Regions from separate parts of the Sus scrofa genome. Here regions 2 and 3 are each linked to region 1. The links are chromatin contacts, called in public Hi-C and promoter capture Hi-C maps. All regions are on one chromosome and are shown on one strand. Each heading gives the region's core, a stretch centred on a gene start, on an enhancer-like site or on the middle of the called end of the contact. The rest is flanking DNA. Distances are from core to core; before and after follow the strand shown.

Evidence for each region. Promoter capture Hi-C pulls out the DNA fragments that hold promoters and counts their contacts. Hi-C and Micro-C count contacts between places; a contact is called where the count stands out from the background.
Region 2: a Hi-C map of subcutaneous adipose tissue shows a contact between it and region 1, with 2.8 times the contacts expected there. The contact joins the promoter of TACC1 here to the promoter of PLPP5 in region 1. A contact is called at or near these places in 4 of 5 promoter capture datasets (fetal liver, fetal skeletal muscle, liver and 1 more), 18 of 47 Hi-C or Micro-C datasets (alveolar macrophages, brain, embryonic fibroblasts and 11 more) and 1 of 2 datasets of contacts at active chromatin or transcription factors (skeletal muscle).
Region 3: a contact with region 1 is called in a promoter capture Hi-C map of liver, with 2.4 times the contacts expected there. The contact joins the promoter of ADGRA2 here to the promoter of PLPP5 in region 1. A contact is called at or near these places in 3 of 5 promoter capture datasets (fetal liver, fetal skeletal muscle and liver) and 11 of 47 Hi-C or Micro-C datasets (differentiating spermatogonia, embryonic fibroblasts, epiblast stem cells and 8 more).

What each region holds. Positions count from the first base shown.
Region 1 is chr15:48,244,438-48,248,237 of Sscrofa11.1, reverse strand. PLPP5 (phospholipid phosphatase 5) reads right to left here and starts at 2,184. Exons shown (of 8, transcript XM_005671771.3): 1 at 2,059-2,184; 2 at 1,809-1,917; 3 at 1,299-1,389; 4 at 368-431. The coding sequence starts at 2,129. It overlaps NSD3 (histone-lysine N-methyltransferase NSD3), which reads right to left. Exons shown (of 24, transcript XM_021075908.1): 24 at 2,565-3,800. The region is part of intron 15 of DDHD2 (phospholipase DDHD2); the gene reads left to right.
Region 2 is chr15:47,859,322-47,863,121 of Sscrofa11.1, reverse strand. It overlaps TACC1 (transforming acidic coiled-coil-containing protein 1), which reads left to right and starts at 2,018. Exons shown (of 15, transcript XM_021075676.1): 1 at 2,018-2,171. The coding sequence starts at 2,135. It overlaps LOC106506224 (a long non-coding RNA gene), which reads right to left and starts at 1,353. Exons shown (of 4, transcript XR_001301395.2): 1 at 1,314-1,353; 2 at 804-991.
Region 3 is chr15:48,608,995-48,612,794 of Sscrofa11.1, reverse strand. It overlaps ADGRA2 (adhesion G protein-coupled receptor A2), which reads left to right and starts at 1,761. Exons shown (of 20, transcript XM_003133366.4): 1 at 1,761-2,438. The coding sequence starts at 2,176.

The DNA.
Region 1 (3,800 bases), core at 935-3,434:
AATAATCCTGTTAACTGTCCCTCAAATAGTGTCCCAGGCAAAATAAAACTGGATCAGTAGTCACAATTAAGAAGTCTATTTCCAGGGTCAATATTTAAATTAGACCAAAAAAAAGGCACTGTAACACATGATTACTTTTTTAGGGCAAAGAGCAAGTCAAACTGCAGCTTCTGGGGATGCTTTGGGGTACACACTCCGTGTCTGGGAGATGCTGGTCTGAGCATAAAAGTGCATAGGTGTTCCGGGAGGGGCTGAGGTGGAGCTAAGGGAGGAGGTGGTAAATGGGAAAGATCAGACAGAATAAAGAGAAAAGGTCTGTTAACCACCTCTCCTGAGACGGGCACAGAGGCTGGCTCTTGTCACTTACCTCCCCACTATCAGTTTTACTGTGTTGGTAAAGACACCATTTAGAGCCAGAGCAAGGCTGGCAGCTGGAAAATAAAGAAACTTGCTGTTAGTAGGATCTGCCTTGAAAGAGTCGTATGGTCGCTGTCCATTAAGAGAGCAACTGTGGTTTCTATAGAGCAATAGTCAGGCTTCACCCAGAGCTGAGTATAAGAATAATTCTGGGAATTCTCATTGTGGCTCCGTGGGTTAAGGATCTGGCATTGCTGTGAGCTATGGTATAGGTCACAGATTCGGTTTGGATCCTGCATTGCTGTGGCTGTGGTGTAGGCCACTGGCTCGGCTCTGTTTCCATCCCAAGCCTGGGAACTTCCAAATGCCTTGGGTGCAGCTCCAATTAGACCCCTAGCCTGGGAACCTCCATATGCCACAAGTGCGGCCCTAAAAAGACTAAGTGTTATTAGATAAAGTTGCTAGCAAAACACACACTAACCTTTCTCTAAGGCCACTGTGCTCTTTCCCCGAGAATTTTAAGCAGAGTCTAAAAATGAGGATGTGGGTTCAGTCCCACACTCACCGAGTTAAGGATCTGGTGTTGCTGTGGCTGTGGTGTAGGCTGGCAGCTGCAGCTCTGATTTGACCCCTAGCCTAGGAACTTCCATATGCAGCAGGTGTGGCCCTAAAGAGGAAAAAAAAGAAAATTCTGGCCCTCGGTGACCACTCTGTTGTGGTACACAGACAACTTCCGTACTCTAGACAAATAATCCAGTGCCCTGAGACACACCCAGTGAACCAACTTCTTCTCACAGGTGGAGTACAGGGGTGACAGAATTAGTTTAGGAACACAGGTCAGTGGCTCCCACACACTGAGACTGCAACCCCAGTGAGGGAACCCGTCGTCACCCTTCTCTCAGCACTAAAGGGAGACACCAGCCAGGAGGGCTGGCTCTTACCCAGGCAGGCTTGTTGGCTGTCTGCTGTGTCTGCCTTCTTGAGACATTTGGCCAGGAGGATCAGAGACAGCGGAGAGAGAAATGCAATAACCTGAACCAGAATATGTCAGGGGTTAAAATACAAAAGATAAAATCGCACATAAAACTTCCCACAAGTATGAAAATAGCTCCTACAAGAGAAGGACGGAAGTGAAGGCACAGCTCACCTGTTAGACCTGTTACCCTGCAAATGCAGTGTCCAGTGTCTGTCTGCGCTAAACTGGGCACACAGTACCACCAGGAGCACCCATCACCCGTATACTAAATGACCAGTTACCCCGGGCGCCCTAAAGCGTCCTCAGAACCCGTATCTTGAGCCAGAGTGGATGGGCACCTTGTTCTGTAAATCCGGATCTTAAATACAAAGTTTTAGCACATCAACAAAGGTCATTTTGGAGACAGGATGAGCCCCTCCCACTTCCCAACATTAAACTCGAACGAAGGTCAAAAGGAAGGCTGGTTCTCACGCACAAACATCGGCTTGGTAGGGAAATACTCTGCTTCAAAGTACGGATTCCGATAAAGCCACATCTCCTCGGGTTGGATGAGCCTCTGAAAGGGCGGGAGCAGCTCTGTTACCCTAAAGGGGGAACACAAAGGTGCAGGCGCGTCGGCAGCTTCCCGGAAGCGGGCGGAGCCTGGAGGGGAGGCGGATCTGCTCTCCACCGGGCGGCCGGGGGTTGCGGGGCTGGTCTCCGGGGGTCCGAACCCAAGTCCTTACAGGAAGGCCGCAAACAGCGCGATCCGCACGCCCACCTCGGCCCCCAAGGCCGCTGCCGCCACTTTCCCCATCACTGGATGCGGCTGACGTGGCTGCAGAGAGGAAGGTGCTGGGGTGGTGGCAGCGAAGCTGCACCCGGTGTCAGGGGCGGAGCAAGGCGGGGCGGGGCGTGGGAGAGGGAGGGGCGGAAGTGAAGAATCGCCACTGGCATTCGTCCCCCTCCCGTCACCTCGTGGTTTCCAGACTTAGTACTTTGCAGAGGCCCGGGCCTTCCCTCCGTGGAAGCCACGCAGACCCCACGTTTCCGGATCCAAGTGTCTTAGCAGCGTAGCACATTAGCACGTGGCTCCCTCCGTACACCGCTCGGGAGCCGCCGGCTGTAGGCCTTGCTGGCTGGGCTGGACTTTCTGGGTGTTTCAACCCCCTCACTCCCCGCCCCGGCCCAGAATGGCCTCTTGCCCATTGAGTTGCAGCAAGAACTTACAGGCAATGAATAAGTCCACATGTTTAATTTGGAACATACAGGACAATTTATTTAAGTCGGTCTCCAAGCAAAATCTGAAATCAGTGGAATGTCATTAAAAACCTTTCCAAATTAATCCTCACGGAAGCAAAAAACACATTTGAATTCCAAAGTATTTGTAAAATAAAAAAGGGCAACATCTCAGTAAATATACAAAAATTATATGTTCCTACCAGCACGCACAGTAGTAAGAAGCTTAAATATTACAAGCAATCCTAAATATACTATAACTGGTCAACAATAAGCTATCTATATACAGGTTAACCAAGCTTTACACATTTCACACTATGCAATAAAACATAGGCCAATCAACAAAATCCCCAAAATATCATATATCTTGAAGTCTATGTGGCAACATCAAGTCATTATACAGTAATGCCCTAGTGAACCCCCCAGGGAGAATGAACACCAATCCCTTAGTGTCAGGAGCTTCTAGCCAAGTCACAGAAACTCAAAAGAGATTGACTTTAGTGAATATTGATGCTTTGTTATTAAAGACTCAAGTCTCAAGTGATTTAGGCAAAATAACATTTCACAGGATCTACAAAGTTTATTACAGATAAAGTACAGAAATAACCAATCTACAAAGGTCATTATAGATAAAGATCACGAGGAAATGAAAACAGAATCTGTAGGTATCTGTGTTTGTTGTGCAATATCACAAGTGGATACAAATGAATTTCTCATATCAATTCCAATTTTGCACACACCCTTGTATATAAAAAGAACCTTATTAGCCAGTTATAATCTTCACTTAGCATCGTGGTTATTGGTGGCAATGTGATTTTCTTTTTTGACAAAGGGTATGTGACAGCACAATGAGATAAAGAGCAGTATTAGTGACAACAAAGTAAAAGTGAATTTTATCCAGTCCACTTCTAAACTGTCAAGGATACCACATAAATCCCTCACCGAGGTAATCTGCTGGATACGGAGAGCCACCCGCACACAGCGGAGCTCTGTGGAGGTCGGGATAGGAGCTCGGGCCCCAGGGCGCTTTCTGGCCAATGAGCAGATGCACTGATGCCACACAGGCAAACTAAGGACCGAAGAAATGACTTTGGCAACTATTCATCTTTTCCCTTTTTTTCTTACATGTTAATGACTTGGAGAGGCTACCAAAGGAAGGTAATTCTCTTCCTCTCCCCTTCATACATTAAGTGCCACAAGCATCTGAACTTGTCACTTAAGCAATGGACTGAAAGAGGAAAGAACGGAA
Region 2 (3,800 bases), core at 769-3,268, 380 kb after region 1:
AAATCCTTTTGGAGTTCTCCCTGTGGTGCATTGGAATAAAAATCCAATTGCAGAGGCTCAGGTCATTGCAGAGGCTCGGGTTGATCCCTGGCCTGGTACAGTGGGTTACAGGATCTGGCATTGCCACAGCTGAGGTTCACATCTAACCCCTAACTGGAAACTTCCATATGCCCCAGGTGGGGCCTAAAGAGAAAAAAAAAATGATAGGCTCTCTAAATTTCAGAATATAAATGCATGTCAATTACTTTCAAGTTCAGGTACCAAAGTCAAACTAGAACAGAAAAAATATCACCTAGGTCAGTTTCACCTCACTAACCAGATAAAAATAATATGTAATCAGTACATCAACTCAACATCTTAAAATTGTTAGCCTCAGCCTATTATGTATACAATTTTTTTTTTTTTTTTTTTTTTTTTTGGCTACAGCCATGGCATGTAGAAGTTCCCAGGCCAGGGATCGAATTCGCGCCAACACTCTGCCATGACAACACCAGATCCTTAACCCACTGAGCCACAAGGGAACTCCCTACTGTATAATTTTTGTAAATGAAGGAGACCTCTAAAACATTTGAAATTATCTAACCTAATGAATTGGCATGAAACCTTTTTTCTTGTAATCTTGTGTACACTATTAATTTGTTTATTATTCACCTTCCTTTAATAAATAGAACAGAGATGTTCTAATTCCCTGTTTGTGGACAAATTTTCCAGTTAGAACTGTGAAAACCACTGAGTTTTATTGCAGGGGTCCATGAGGATCCCAAGTTTCATTGCATTTGATAGTTCACAGACAAGCCACTTACCAGGCCATCAGCAACAACTGAATCAGGATCCCCTTGCACCTCCTGTACCTCCAACTCAGCATCTCCAAGAATCACAATGAGGAATCTTCCTGCTTCATTTCTGGGGGCTGAGGAGGCAGTTTGTAGTGGGAACTGGATCCCATTTGTGATAGCCAATTCCTGCGCTTCCATCATGGAAAGACCTAGAACTGGAGAGGGCCAGGAAAATCATCAATTCCCCTCCCTGCCATGCAGCACATGCCCTACACTGTGGGTAGAGGTGTGCACGTGGGGAAGGCTGGCCCCAGGCAGGACTCTATGAACCCACAGGACATTTTCACTGCCATCTTTATCAATTATTATTATTTTTGTCTTTTTTTGCCCCCTCCCACAACAATGGAAGTTTCCAGGCCAGGGATCAAACCTGTGCCACAACAGTGGCAACGCCAGATCCTTAACCTGCTGAGCCACCAGGGAACTCTGTTATTATTTTCCAATTAGAAGAGGGAGAAGAAAAACAAACAAACAAACCAGTCAAGGAGTTCCTGCTGTGGCACAACAGGGTGGATGGTGTCTCTGCAGTGCCAGGACATGGGTTCATCCCCAGCCAGTCACAGTGGATTAAAGGATCCAGCATTGCCACAGCTATGATGTGGGTCACAACTGCGGCTGGCATCTGAGCCCTGGCCCAGGAACTCCATATGCCAAAAAAAGAAAAAAACAAACAAGACAAACAGCCAAGAGGGATGTGGGTGTGTATATTTCTTGGAATCCAGAGGTTGGGGGTGGGGGTGGGGAGTGATCCATCAAAAATGTTTCTAGTACAAAAGCTGGCAAAACAAATCTCTCTCTCTCTCTCTTTTTTTTTTTTTTTTTTTTTAATCTGAACTGTGTAACAGGAGAAATTCTCTCACAAGGGGAGAGTATTCCTGAGCCAAGTTTAGGCCGAGGAAAAATTTTCCAGCTTGTGAGGAACGAAGCTGACGTTACATTAAGGAGGAAAAAAAATAGTGCTGGAGGAAAAGAGGAAGGGGGGAAAAGGCACCAGGCTTCAAACAGAGGAGCTTTAAATTCCAGATGGGACCACAGATCAGAGAGCTAGGAGGCTGCAGCGATTTCTCCGTGGGGCTCCCAGACCCAGTGGACATTTCCTGTTCTGCCCCTGAACGTTCAAGCCAAAACTTTACAAAACATCCTTTTCCCTAGAACCAAGTGTTTGGTTCGGAGACCCACCCCTCCCCACGTCGGTGATCTCAGAGCCTGCCCTCCCCTTCCTTTCTCGGAACCGCTCCCTGATCAGGGGCGTCAGCTTCCCAGCAGAGGTGATGGAGCCACTGTAGCAGGTGGTGCCAATGGGAGAGAGGAGACCCGGGGACCACCGCCTACGAGGTAGGAACGGGGGCTGCGTGTGCTTGGGTTGTCTGACACTTACGGAGCAAAGCAGAGCCCTTGACCTTTAAGCTCGGGCTGGGGGCGTTTTCTTGACGATGGGACAGTGCTGTGGGTGAGTGGACGCCAGGGACGTCAGGCATTTCTTTCCTCTCTTTCTTTCCAATTTTAACTTTAATTCTTGGGTCTCTGGAAGCACTACCTCTTGTTTGCCTTCTGATGTAGAAGTGTTAGGGTAGAATTCTGGGAATTCCCTGACTTCTTTGTTTCTTTTTCTTTTTCCTTTTCTTTTGGTGGGCAAGGAGTCAAGGAGCATTTGTAAATACCTTCAGCTCTGAGTAGATTCAGAGAGAAGTGATCCAAATGGATGCAGAAGGAAAAGGCATTTTCACCTTGGTGAGCTGTGGTCCAGCTGTTTCCCAGGACCTGTGTCCTGCCCACCAAACTCCCTCCTCCTCCCCGCATCATGGGAATACACACCTTGAGCTGTTTCTCAGGTGTGGGGATGTGAGACTGGAGCTCAATGCTACGCCTTTATGGGCAGAGCCCAGGTGCCCTTGGAGACATCCACGTCTGTGGCGGAGCTAACTGGTCAACCCTGAAGGCTGCATGTGGCCCTCGCCATCATTAGGGACATGCCCCAGCAGTTCGTCCCTGAGAGGCTAGCCTTGGCAGCACCTGCTGACACTGAACTGATACAGAGAATGCAGCATGGCTTCTGCACAAGTACTCAGATTTTTATCATAAACGAACCATTTCAAATGCCCCTTCTCTGAACTCCAATGGTCCTTCTCTAGAGCACACATTTTGCTCCTTATGCACCTATCACCTTGCTGTACTGTTCTCTAACAAGCTAAACAAATGAGAGAATGGATGGGATGCATGAGTCGTAATCTATTTCTTGGTGATCTTAAGATAGCAACTAACTCTTGTTGAGCACAGACTGTGTGCCGGCACCATTCTAAAGGTGGTGGGTATTATCATCATCATCCCCATTTTACAGATGGGGAAACTGAGGCTGGAGACACACCTAATAAATGCAGAGGAGGGATCTGTACTGAGGCCAGGCTGCCCTGCTCCAAACCAAGGTGGGGGTTTGACTCTCGGTCCCCATATTCTCCAGCTGCGTGACTTCAGACAAGGTGAATGTCCTCAGCCCGTTTCCTCATCTGTCAAATGAGACAATAATAACCCCAGCTCACAGACGTGTTGTAAGAGATAAATGAATTTTAAAAGATTATTTTACTGAAGCAGGCGAACAATGTTGACAGATCTTCCCAACCCTGGCAGTGTGAAGTACAAATGTAGAGCTGAAAACCCTCAGGGTTCTGTAGGAGGTAGCCATAGTGCCATGTCAGGGTTTGTGCCTTAACAAGGGACATTAGCATTCATATACCAGCAGGTGCAGGCCTGTAGCTGCCAGCTCGGTTGACTCTAAGCTCCTTCAGGGCTGGGTTCCTCTCATATACAGATCTGCAATCATGGATTTGACCAACTTTGGACCAAGAAAATAAAGTAAAATAAAATTCCAAAATTTCCAAAAAGCAAAACTTGAATTTGCCCTGCAATTATTGACATAGCATTTACATTTGTATTTACAACTATTCACATGTATTAGCTTTTATAAGT
Region 3 (3,800 bases), core at 512-3,011, 360 kb before region 1:
GAGCTCCACTCATCTTCCTGAGTGAGTATAGAGGCCAAAAGTGATGATCAACAGGACAGGACAGCGTCCTGGAAATGTCTCCACCTCATTCCCACCTGTGGGAAAGCATCGCCTCATTAAATGTCAGCCTCAGAGAGTGGATGTTGCAGTGGAATTCCTTTCCAGCCTCTGAGTGCCTTCACTTAGCAAAAAAAAAAAAAAAAACAGAAATGACAGAAAGACTGTGTGACCCAGGCCAGAGGCCTCCTCTGCTCTGGTCTCTGAGAAGTTCCCTGGCCTGTGAACCAGAGGATTGGGTGGCAGGCCTGCCCTGGGCCGTGGCTCTGTGACGACCCTTCCTAGGAATGCAAGCCCGGCCCCTGCCAGCCCTGCAGAGGGCTCCTGCTGAGGGAGGCCCGTCTTCTCCCTTCCTCCATTTGCAGTCACTATTTATTTATCTTTGGAAGTTGAAGGAACCAGAGCCTGCAACTGGGACAGACCTGTGGAGCCAGAAGGAGCCAGTGTCTGGGCCTGGCATCTGCCGCTCATGTGAGGGAAAGAAGCCATTCCCAGCAAAGGGGGTGGGGGACCCAGCTGATATGCCACTGTACTAGGAAAGGTGCCACATACACCAGCAGAGCCAAGGGCACACAAAGACGGTGACGGTCACTACAGTGGCCGATTCGGTGGCCCAGCGAAGGATGGGAAAAGGAGCTCTGCCCAGGAACCCCTCAACCCTGGTAGCCTCATCTCCACAGCAAAGGTGCCATTTCTACTCCTCACCCCCAGCCTGCATCTCCCTGCAAGTGTCAGAAAAGGCAGCCTCTGTGGGAAGACAAGAAGCAGACACATTGGGCCACACTTCATTTGTCCCTCTGTCCCAGCTTGTGTTTCAGTCTATCTGGGAATCAAGGTGATTTTCAAACCCATCTGAGTGCCCTCCCACCACCACCGCTAACCAGTTTTCAGGCAACAACTTGCATTCACAAACTAGGGGGCAGGCAGGGCCCCACTTTGACCCCCAAGATTCTACCCCCCCCATGTGTCCTTAGAGCTGCCTAGAAAGGGCCCTCCTGACTGGGTACAGTGCTTTTTCCACTCCCAGCACACACCCCTGCTTTTCCCTTCTCCATCCCCCCCATTCCCACTGTTCCCCCAAACACACACGTGGATGTGGAAAAGGTAGGCGGTGGCAGATCTAGCCTGTCTGCCTTGGCCTTTGACCCCTCCTAGGCAGAAAGACATGCACCCCCCACTGGGCGAGGTCAGCCAGCAGCAAGGAGGGTCTGAGCCTCCTAAGACTTGGCTACGATCCTGCAGTGAGTGCCGGCCTCCAGACTGGCCCATCAGGTCAGGGGTCAAGGGAAGCCGAGCCTCAGCAACCCCAGAGCAGTGAACAAAGTTAAACCAAAACATGGACATCTCTGGCCAAGCCCGCAGGTCAACGAAAGTCCCAGAGATATGGGGTGCAGGCTGGACAGGAATGAGTGAGGGAAGATTTTGTGAAAAGTGACGGCGGTTGGCTTTGAGGTCGGAGATGGGTTGTCAGGAGGAAGATTCCTGCCTCAGGGGAGAGGGGCGGGAGTGAGAAAAAGTCTACATTCAAGGCGGGTGCAGGGAACTTGCGGGGCCTCAAGCCGGCTGGCCCGCTCAGGCTCCGAGGAGGGCAGAGGCCTGGCTGCGTATCGGGAGGCGCTAGGGCCTCGCGGACGGACGAGCTGGCGAGGGGAGGGCGCCCGCTCGGGAGGGAGGGAGGGGGCTGGCGGCGGCGGGAGCGGCGCCGCGCCGAGCTGCCTCCATCCATGGCACGGAGCGGCGGCGGCGGCGGCGGCGGCGGCGGCGGCAGGAGCCCGGCGCGATCCGCTAGGTCCCAGCCCCGCGCAGAGCGAGCAAGCGCCGCGGAGGGGTCCGGCCTCAACCGGCCCGGGAGAACCGCGCAGAGACTCGGGCCGCGACGCCTGGGGCCGCCCGCGCCGCGCTGACAGCCGCGCCCGCGTCCTCCCCGCCGGGGCGCTCGCCGGACATGCCCCCGGGGCGCGGCGGCGGGGACCCCGGGGCTTGCCTCCGCCCAGGGCCCCCCGCCCCGCCCTCGGGCGCCCCGGGCCCCCGCTGAGCACGCCTCCCGCACTCTCGGATCCCTCTGGCCGGCGCGCAGACGGGCCCCAGCGCTGTCGGTCCCCGCGGGGCGATGGGCTGATGGGCACCGCGGGACGCAGGATGCGGGCGGCGCCCGCGCGCCTGCTGCTGCAGCTGCTACCCTGGCTGCTGCTCTTGGTGCCCGGGACCTGGGGCGCGCCCGGCTGCCCGGTCCCCATCCGCAGCTGCAAGTGCTCGGGGGAGCGGCCCAAGGGGCTAAGCGGCGGCTCATCCAACCCGGCACGCAGGAGGGTGGTGTGCGGCGGCGGGGACCTCCCGGAGCCTCCGGAGCCCGGCCTTCTGCCTAACAGCACCGTTACCCTGTGAGTACCAAACTCGGCCAGCCCAGCCCGATCCCCGACGAGGGGACGAAAGGAAACCAGACGGGAGGGGTGAGAAATGGGGGACCGAGAGGATGCCAACACTTCAGAGACTCTAGGACAGGCCTGGTCCAGAAGAAGAAAAGGGAGGCTTGGAGAAGCAGGGGGAAAATTAGAGCTCCAGGGGTGTCGAATGAGGAAGGAGCATGGCGTGGAGTGGGGGTGGGGGCGTCCCAAAGAGAGGCAAGGCGGACGCCCACTCACCTGCACAGGTGAAGGGGAATGCGCGCTGGCGGGACGCCCACGCCCCTTGAGTTTCCAGCCGGGGCTGGTGTTGCGGACTTCGGGGACCTGAAGTGGGCAGGCTCGGGGAAGGCTCAGGGAAGCTCGACGCCTGCGGCCCAGTAGGTGGTTGTGGTCTTTACCACCGCGGACGCGTCCCTGGCGGCACGCCGATTCACTCCGCGGGCCTGGCTCCTCCAGTTGGGGGCGCCCCATTCGACCCTGAAGCCTGCCAGCCCCGCTTGCAGATCTTCTCTCTAGCGCAGGCGGGAGGGTGGGCTCGGAAAAAGTCTGTCCTCGGGGTGCAGGCGCTTCTGGGGTGAACAAGACCCCAGCGTCCCGATTCTTCTCGGGCCCCTCTCCCGCCCGCGCGCATCTGTGAAGTGAGCTCTGTTTTGGGTCCTGCATCCGTCCCTCTTCTTTCCCTCCCCGGATATAACACGAGCTTTGGCTGTTTCTCGATTGACTTCTTCGCGTAGGGATTGCGAAGACAGAAACCTGGCTGAGGTCGGAAGGAGGCTGCCTGCTAGGCTCCTTCGGTCTTCCCAAGTTTCCCTTCTCAGCTGGGGCCTTATTAAACTCTCACTTTGACGGCAACTAGCGCGGCCGGTCGCGCCGCAACCCAAACCCAAACCTCCGCGAGGGGGGTCCGAAATCCCGGCAACAGCGAGAGAATTAGCGACCCCTCCCCACCGCGACGATTTCCTGCGCAGACCACGTGCTTGCAGCTCCACGCACGCGGCGGAGTGGAGGGTCCGGCCCTAGCGGCGGCCCCTTCCTTTCCTGTCCCGGATCCAGCCTACGACGAGCCGCTTCCCCTTCCCTGTCCTCCTGACCCCAGTGGCAACCGTTTCCCCACCGCCCCTTGCCCGGAGTTGGAGCTGGCGCACAGTCTAGCCGATTGTGTCCAGAACAATACAGTAACGCCTCTGGTTGGGTGAGTTCAGAGGCTGCCCGCTTCCTGACAGGACACGACTGGTCAGCCTCTGACGTTGGCCGCCCGGCCTGTATTTTCCCCCAGCTGGGGTGGGTGGGTGTTTGTGTGCATGAGGGGGCTGGAAGCCAGGTCTCCGCTCTTTTCCA